Regions from separate parts of the Danio rerio genome. Here region 1 is linked to region 2. Evidence: chromatin contacts called from public Micro-C data. All regions are on one chromosome and are shown on one strand. Each heading gives the region's core, a stretch centred on a gene start, on an enhancer-like site or on the middle of the called end of the contact. The rest is flanking DNA. Distances are from core to core; before and after follow the strand shown.

Region 1 (3,811 bases), core at 786-3,285, 270 kb after region 2:
TAGCCTAACTGTCCAAATGTATCTTTCTTCGTTTCTAAATGCTACCTCCTAAGATCTGTCTCCCCTGAAAAGTTGTTTGTGATGTTTTGTGTATGGTCTGGGGGGTCCAATCTCGCTATACGAAAGTGTAGTGACAAATAAATTGAATCTGAATCTGAATTACTTTTTTATTCTACACAGCACTGTATGTTTATTTATTGGATAACACATTTCAATCTATTTGTTTTATTATCCATTTATCCATTATTATACAATGCATTTAGTTGCATTATTAGCAATAAAAACAATTCTATTAAAACAATGTTTTCTATAAAAATAATAATAATAATAAGTTCTCAACATTACACTCCAAATTCAAACAATTATTTTGTTTGTAAAATAGGTGTCCAACAGTGTGTGGCTTAATTGTAACACCCTGTAACAACCAACCTCACTGTCTCATGTTTTCCTAAAATCTGGGTAGCAGTCACTGTGTGTTTCTTACATCTTTCAAAATGATTTAATCTTTTAGCCTAAAAAATGGTAACCACCACAATATAAGATTTTACGTTCATTTTTTCGTAGATAATTTTTTTGAAAAATAAAAATATCGAGTATAATAAAAAATACTTTCATGCTTCAAAAATGGTTTTCTCCTGTGTTTCTCATCCAACTTTCACCGAAATCTTTCAATAACTGGCAGGCAGGAAGATGTCTGCTGACACTGTGGTGAAAACCTTGGAAGCATAACATGGTTAACTTTGAGCAAATACCTTAAAACTCTGTGTTACATTTAATCCCGCATTTGTGTCCCACGCTCCCCTAATAGAAATAAAAGAAAATGATATAATAGGCCCATTTATTCATTTCAGCTTAGTTCCTTTATTAATCCAGGGTCACCACAGTGGAATGAACCGCCAACTTATCCAGCACATGTTTTACGCAGTCTATGCCCTTCAAGCTGCAACCCATCTCTGGGAAACATCCATACACACTCATTCACACTCGTGCACTTGGGATAATTTAGCTTACCCAATTCACCTGTATTGCATGTCTTTGGACTTGTAAGGGAAACCGGAGCACCCGAAGGAAACCCACGCGAACGAAGGGAGAACATGCAAACTCCACACAGAAACCGAGGCTCGAACCAGCGTTCTTCTTGCTGTGAGGCAACAGCACTACCTACTGCGCCACTGCGTCGCCTAGGCCCATTGAACAATATATTTTATTCATATTTTATTATTACATATAAATACCTTTTTATTACTAACGTTACTACTATTTAATGTGTTTACACAATCATCCCGCTCACTGATTTTTCGCTTCGCGTATAGCTTGACCGCAATATGTTGCTGTCATGTGCCTCGACGGCTTCCGTCGGTTGCGTTGCGTTGTCAACAGGACCAAAACACCAGCCGCGACAGCAGCACACGGGAGCTTAACTTCTGGTGTGATCGCTGGTCATCACCTTATCTGTCCGCCTGCATTAACTAAACCAAGTCTTGGGAAACAGCAGGTAAACTGGAAGCACGCGATGCCTTCGTTTAGCGATGCGGCGTTTGTTTAAAGGCGCGAGAGCAGTCGATGCCCCTCACCGGCACTTTAGAACTGACCGAAACTGACAGGGGGAATGCGCTGATGCGCCCAGCCATGCCCCGCTCCCCCCTTTCATATATCAATGCCGCAATGTGTGCCGTTAGTTGAGTATTTTCGTAGAGAATGGGATGAATTAAGCACGAACGTGTTTATATGCAGCGTTAGTGTTGTTTTTATAGGCGATTAAGAGCCTCTCTCTCTGCAAAATCGCAAGCTGGACAGCTCTTGTGCCCGGAGCCACTCCTGTCCCGTTAGATCGCCATCAAAAACACTCGGCACATTGTTAGTGATGTGCTATCTGTCAGCGCTCATAAAGCTTTTATAATGCTGAGATGTAATCTAACCATGGAGTCGACTCGTCTTGATGCTACTTTATCAGACTCCATATTTGGCTATTTTATAAACCGCTTTACTAGTTTTATGCTTTAGTTTGGGAATGTTTGCACCTCGAGCTAGTGTATCAATCTAACATATTCAGCAACCTAGATGAGATAACAAATCAGCCGAGTATTAATTAACACTATGAGCGATCACTACGAGAGAGTGAAGATTGAGCTCCAGCAGATGAAGGCAGTGGAGACCGAGGCCGCGGCCGAAGAGGAGCATCTGTCCCCGGCCTCTTCAGTCCCTGCTGACGTCTCCTTCACGGCTCTTCCTCGGGCTCGGAGGGACCTCTCCAGAAGCAGCATCAACGGGAGAAGTCGAAGTAAAAGCCGAGGTAAAGCAGACGGGCATGAGAAACAGGTGAATGGCAAACATCTGTCAGATGTGGCGCCGCGGAAGTCGGACTGTTCACAGGAGAAAGGACAGAATCGTGTGAGCAACGAGCAAAACCTTCACATTAAAGGGACGGGTAGACTTTTAAAGAGCAAAACAGCGGCAAACGGTCATGTTGAGTCGTGTCAGAGGCAGACGGATGAGAAATGTGAGCATCGTGGCAAAGAGGACGGGGGCAAGGTGGCCAAAAAGAGGAGAGCAGTGACGGTGGACACCTCCAAGGCGAAGACATCGCTGGAAGCGCTGAAGATGAGCATCAGGCTGCTGAAGTGGAAAGAGGTAAGAGCTCAGGACCCACTCCTGTGTCCTGACACGAGATCACATTTAACTTTTTCTGACTCTCTTTCCAATTACAGGGATTAATCGTAGTGGTGTAGCCATCTATTGACAGCGGGGATTCGTGGATTTTGTTTTTTTATTTATTATATATTAGACTTTATTAAAATGTTATACATTAATTGTAAATTAGCTTGGGTTAAATAAGTTGGGAAATGACACTGTCGTCACAGCAAGAAGGTCGCTGGTTCGAGCCTCGGCTTTGGGTCAGTTGACATTTCTGTGTGGAGTTTCTCCCTGTGTTTGTGTGGATTTTCTCTGGGTGCTCTGGTTTTCCCCACAGTCCAACAACATGTTGTATAGGTGAATTAAATTAGTTAAATGTGTGTTAATGAGGGTGTACGGGGGTTGCAGCCATGGGCGTAAATCTGATTTAACAGTAGAGGGAGGGGGCAATAAATAAAAAATTTCTTTCGAGCATTTTTTTGAAGGGGACACAAATAATACTGCCGAATTGTACTATTAAAGATAAGTCCCCGCAGTTAAAAATGGTTTTATCATCATTATTATATAGCATGGAGACTTCGTCATTATGATTATTCTCAAAGTTTTTCTCCGGTTCAATAACAAAGCAAATTTTACCTCAAAACTATTTATTGCATTGTTTGTTGTGTTGTTTACAGTCAACAGTCAACAGACTCCTGAAGCAGAATAAATGCAGGAAAAGACATTTTCCATACTCATAATAACTAACTTTAAAAACGTTAAAATGACTGATCATATTGTAAATCTGTGAGCCTGTGAAATCTGCTAAACAGCCACAACTCCGAAAACATTAAAACAATTGTTCACCCCCCAAAAGAATTGTCATTATCCCTTTAATAAAGCACAACACCCTTACCTGACACTGTACATCTGACTGACCCTGCTCTGCCTGTTCCTCAATCATTTCTTTCTCCTTTGCCTGTGATTGATTTTGTGACATTACTATTTAAGCACTCATTCTGAAAGCCAAACTGCTTAATATGTAAACTTTTTGTACTTAATGTTTAGCTGTTTTTTTATCCTATACATGACACTGAAAGGCACGTTTATTTATACTGTAGCACATTATATACACAATGGTAATTCAAAGTGCTTTACATAAAGAATACAAAACTAATATAAAAAATAATCACAACAA
Region 2 (3,452 bases), core at 783-3,282:
TGACTGTTGACCCTTGTTGTGCTTTTAGGTTTTTGTAGGTTCCTCAAATCTTGTGCCAAATTTTTTCCATTGTCTTTGGCTCCCAAGTCATCACTCAATGATACAGAACAATTATTAAGCCATGACTAAATTAAACCAGAGGCTCCTCCAAGTAGGTATCGCTGCAGCCTGGAGACCTCCAAGTGGGAGGGATTACACCGCAAGTGGGTTGGGTGACCTTCAAGTGGGAGGGACTTAAACCACAAGTAGGTTGGGTGTAGGTGGAGTAGATGCTAATAAAACACATCAAGGTTACACACGGTAACACAGCAGGTTACTGTGAGGTTGGATTAAGGGTAAGGGTATGTGTAGAGATTCATTAAGCACAATTTTGGAATCTGCGTCATGTACAAGACATTAAATAAATAAAAACTCCAGATTTGTACAGCTCACTTGGAGCTTGAAAGTCCACCCTTATGGAGCTCAAGTCCCACCCCCTTCTTGGAGCTGGCTTCGACCTCCGTTTATACCCTTCTCGTTTCCTCTGGTCTTGGGTGTTTGAAAATGTTGTGTTATCATCAGGGGCAGAAACTTTATATTGATTTTATATTATATTGATTTTTGTTTGTCTTTTATTAATTTAAACTGGTGTTTTTCTCATTTCTTTTGTCTGTTTTATCTTAATGCAATCTTTACTTTTTGAATTATTTGTTTCCTTAAAATGAATCCACAACTACAAATAATAAAAAAATTAACAAACAAATCTTTACCTTTATCTTTTCCTTTCTATGTATTTTACCATGATTGTAACTTTTACCATATTTTACTATATTAACTTTTACCATATTTTACTATATTTTACCATATTATGTCTTTTGGAGGGAAGCTAGCTATAGGACACTGGGGTTACACTCCTACGCTTTACAAGAAGTGCCATGGGATATTTAATTACCACAGTCAGGACCTCAGCTTAACATCTCATTCGAATGACAGTGCTCGCAGATAGTATAGTGTCCCCATCACTATACTGGGGCATTAGGACACACAAAAACCACAGGGTGAGCACCCCTGCTGGCCTCACATATACAGATATCGGAGAAAAATTTAACTTACTGAATCAATGCAGTGAAAAGGTGAAATAAATGCTTGTATTTATTTTTGTCTCTGCTTTTCCATATTTTGTTAGTAATTACATGCAAGCAATTTAAAGTTCACCGTTCCCGACTGACTCATCCAAGTTGAACACTGAAAGTGTTTGCATTTTCAGTTTCAACAGAAACGGTTAAAACTAACTAACATAAAGAGTAATTATCCAAAGGCAGGACAATTAATAAACCTGGGGGCTAGGGTGGTCAACTAAATTGCATTGACACCCCCTGTCCACCAGCTCCACCCGAGTCAATCAGGACAGCACATTCATCAAAATCTTTAGCTGCAGGCGAATGCAGTCGAGAGCAATTAACTTAATTACAGCACCACTTAAGAGTGTTTCATATTCTCTGTTACACATAGACTAGTTGTGATTGAACTAACAATTTTTGTTTTCAGAGCATTCTCTGTTGGTGAACCAGGAAAAAGTTTTTTAAAGTTTAAAAAATATTTCCACTCCAAAGAATGGCTGGGTTGTTTGGTTTATGTTGAGTTAAATATGGACAAACTCCAACCTTTGGGTTAAAAAGTGTAATATAAAATGAATGTCCAGTTTTTCATGTGGTTTCCCAAACGGAAACATGGAATAAACCTAATGATTTGTTCTGTTGTACAATATTTTTTCTTCCACAATTACTTTAAACAATTTACACTAGAAATATGCAGCCACCATTGTCCAGCAACCATTTTAATGGTTGATTCCTTTAGATGGCTAAAAATTAAAAAACTAAAAACTAAAATATTTGAAAACTAAAATAACTGAAAAAAATAAATAAAAAATAACTGAAAATTAACGTATACAGTTTTCAGTTTTATGGTGTCTCATTCTCTCATAAAAGGACAGCAGGCTAGCAGTGAGGGAGGACAAAACAAGTTTGCACATCAGTGAAAGTTTTTTTTTTTTGTGCCAAGTATAATGAGGAATGGGAGGGCTTAACGGACTGGCTTCCCATATAAAACCTCCAAACACGACTATGCTACAAAGTTTACACAGAGAGATAGAGGCTCAAGATGCTCGGGAGCGACATACAGTTGTGCTTCATCTTCTACAGCACGCTTTTAATCTTGAAGATGTACATTATTGCCATCATCACGGGCCAAGTGAGACTTCGGAAAAAGGTAGGCTTACTTTGGAACCATTTGTTCATACTTTGAAAACGGGTTTCTTAATACTGCGCGAAACACAACGCTGGCGACGCCACAGAATCACTGCAAAACAGTCGCGTTTAATCCAAACATTTCTGTGCTGCGTCGAGCGAAAACACGTGTTTATTTTAGATGGAACACGCTTAGTCTGCATACTGCAACAGCTTCTGGAATGAATAAAGACCTTCGGTCAGAAATAGAATGAGTTCTGATATATGTATTTGATATTTGTGTATTAGGCGTTTGCTAACCCAGAGGACGCCGAGAGACACGGAGGTGTGCAGTTCTGCCGCACGGATCCATATGTGGAGCGCTGTAGGAGGTAAGAGCACAAAACTACGATTACATGTCTGTGTGCTTTTGTATATTCCATTGACTTTCCCGCATGTCTTAGTATGAAAGTGACAAGAAAGTGGGCAACAGTTGTCCCAGTTAATACACGAAGGAATACATGTCTGTAACATTAGCAGTCGAAATTTAACTACACAGGCTATTAAATAATACAACAGAAATTAGAATGTATGTAACTGCATAATTCAAGTAGACTGAAACCAAAAATTGGGCATTGTACAAATATAAAGTTTGCTGTAAATTTATAATTGTAGTTTAGCCTACATTTTGAAAAGGATGTGTTTGACTAAAGTACCAATATTTCTTCTAACCTTTGTTATGCAGATTACACTGTTATGTTTATGCTGTTAACTCATACATTCTTTTATTTAAATGTAACAAATTTGTTATACTCTGTGCTCATTCCAAATTTTTGTGAAATTAAATTATAACTAAAAACATGATCTCCTTAATTTTTTCTGTGAAATTAAGAAGCAGTTTATTTGAAATAAAAATCAATGCAATGCATTTATTCTGCATGCATGCATTCAGTTTTCCATATAGGAGAGATTTTGCAAAATTTGCCTTTGTTGTCTGTGAAAACATTGCGTGTCTGTTGGGTTCTTTAGTCATGCTCCCACTGGGCCTATTCAGTTAGAAAATCTGCAGGATGTCTGTCAGATTTCCTTTGGTTACTTTGTTTTCCCAGAAAAGGACTACATGTTTGTATGGCATAATGTGAATAGAAAACATCAAGCTTTTTCCACACTGAAGTGCAGGTATAAGATAGCTTTGTAGTCTTTATATTTTCACCTTTCCTATGGGCTTGCGTATGTTTCCATAGTAGA

The links. A called contact is a pair of places that touch in the nucleus more often than the background predicts.
Region 1: a contact with region 2 is called in a Micro-C map of caudal fin, with 2.5 times the contacts expected there. The contact joins the promoter of ttll11 here to the promoter of ptges in region 2. A contact is called at or near these places in 2 of 18 Hi-C or Micro-C datasets (caudal fin and embryo) and 1 of 4 datasets of contacts at active chromatin or transcription factors (embryo).

The regions. Positions count from the first base shown.
Region 1 is chr5:34,232,061-34,235,871 of GRCz12tu, forward strand. ttll11 (tubulin tyrosine ligase-like family, member 11) reads left to right here and starts at 2,036. Exons shown (of 9, transcript NM_001077375.1): 1 at 2,036-2,631. The coding sequence starts at 2,098.
Region 2 is chr5:33,959,279-33,962,730 of GRCz12tu, forward strand. ptges (prostaglandin E synthase) reads left to right here and starts at 2,033. Exons shown (of 3, transcript NM_001014828.2): 1 at 2,033-2,247; 2 at 2,514-2,596. The coding sequence starts at 2,140. LOC141385838 (a long non-coding RNA gene) reads left to right here. Exons shown (of 2, transcript XR_012406921.1): 2 at 1-742.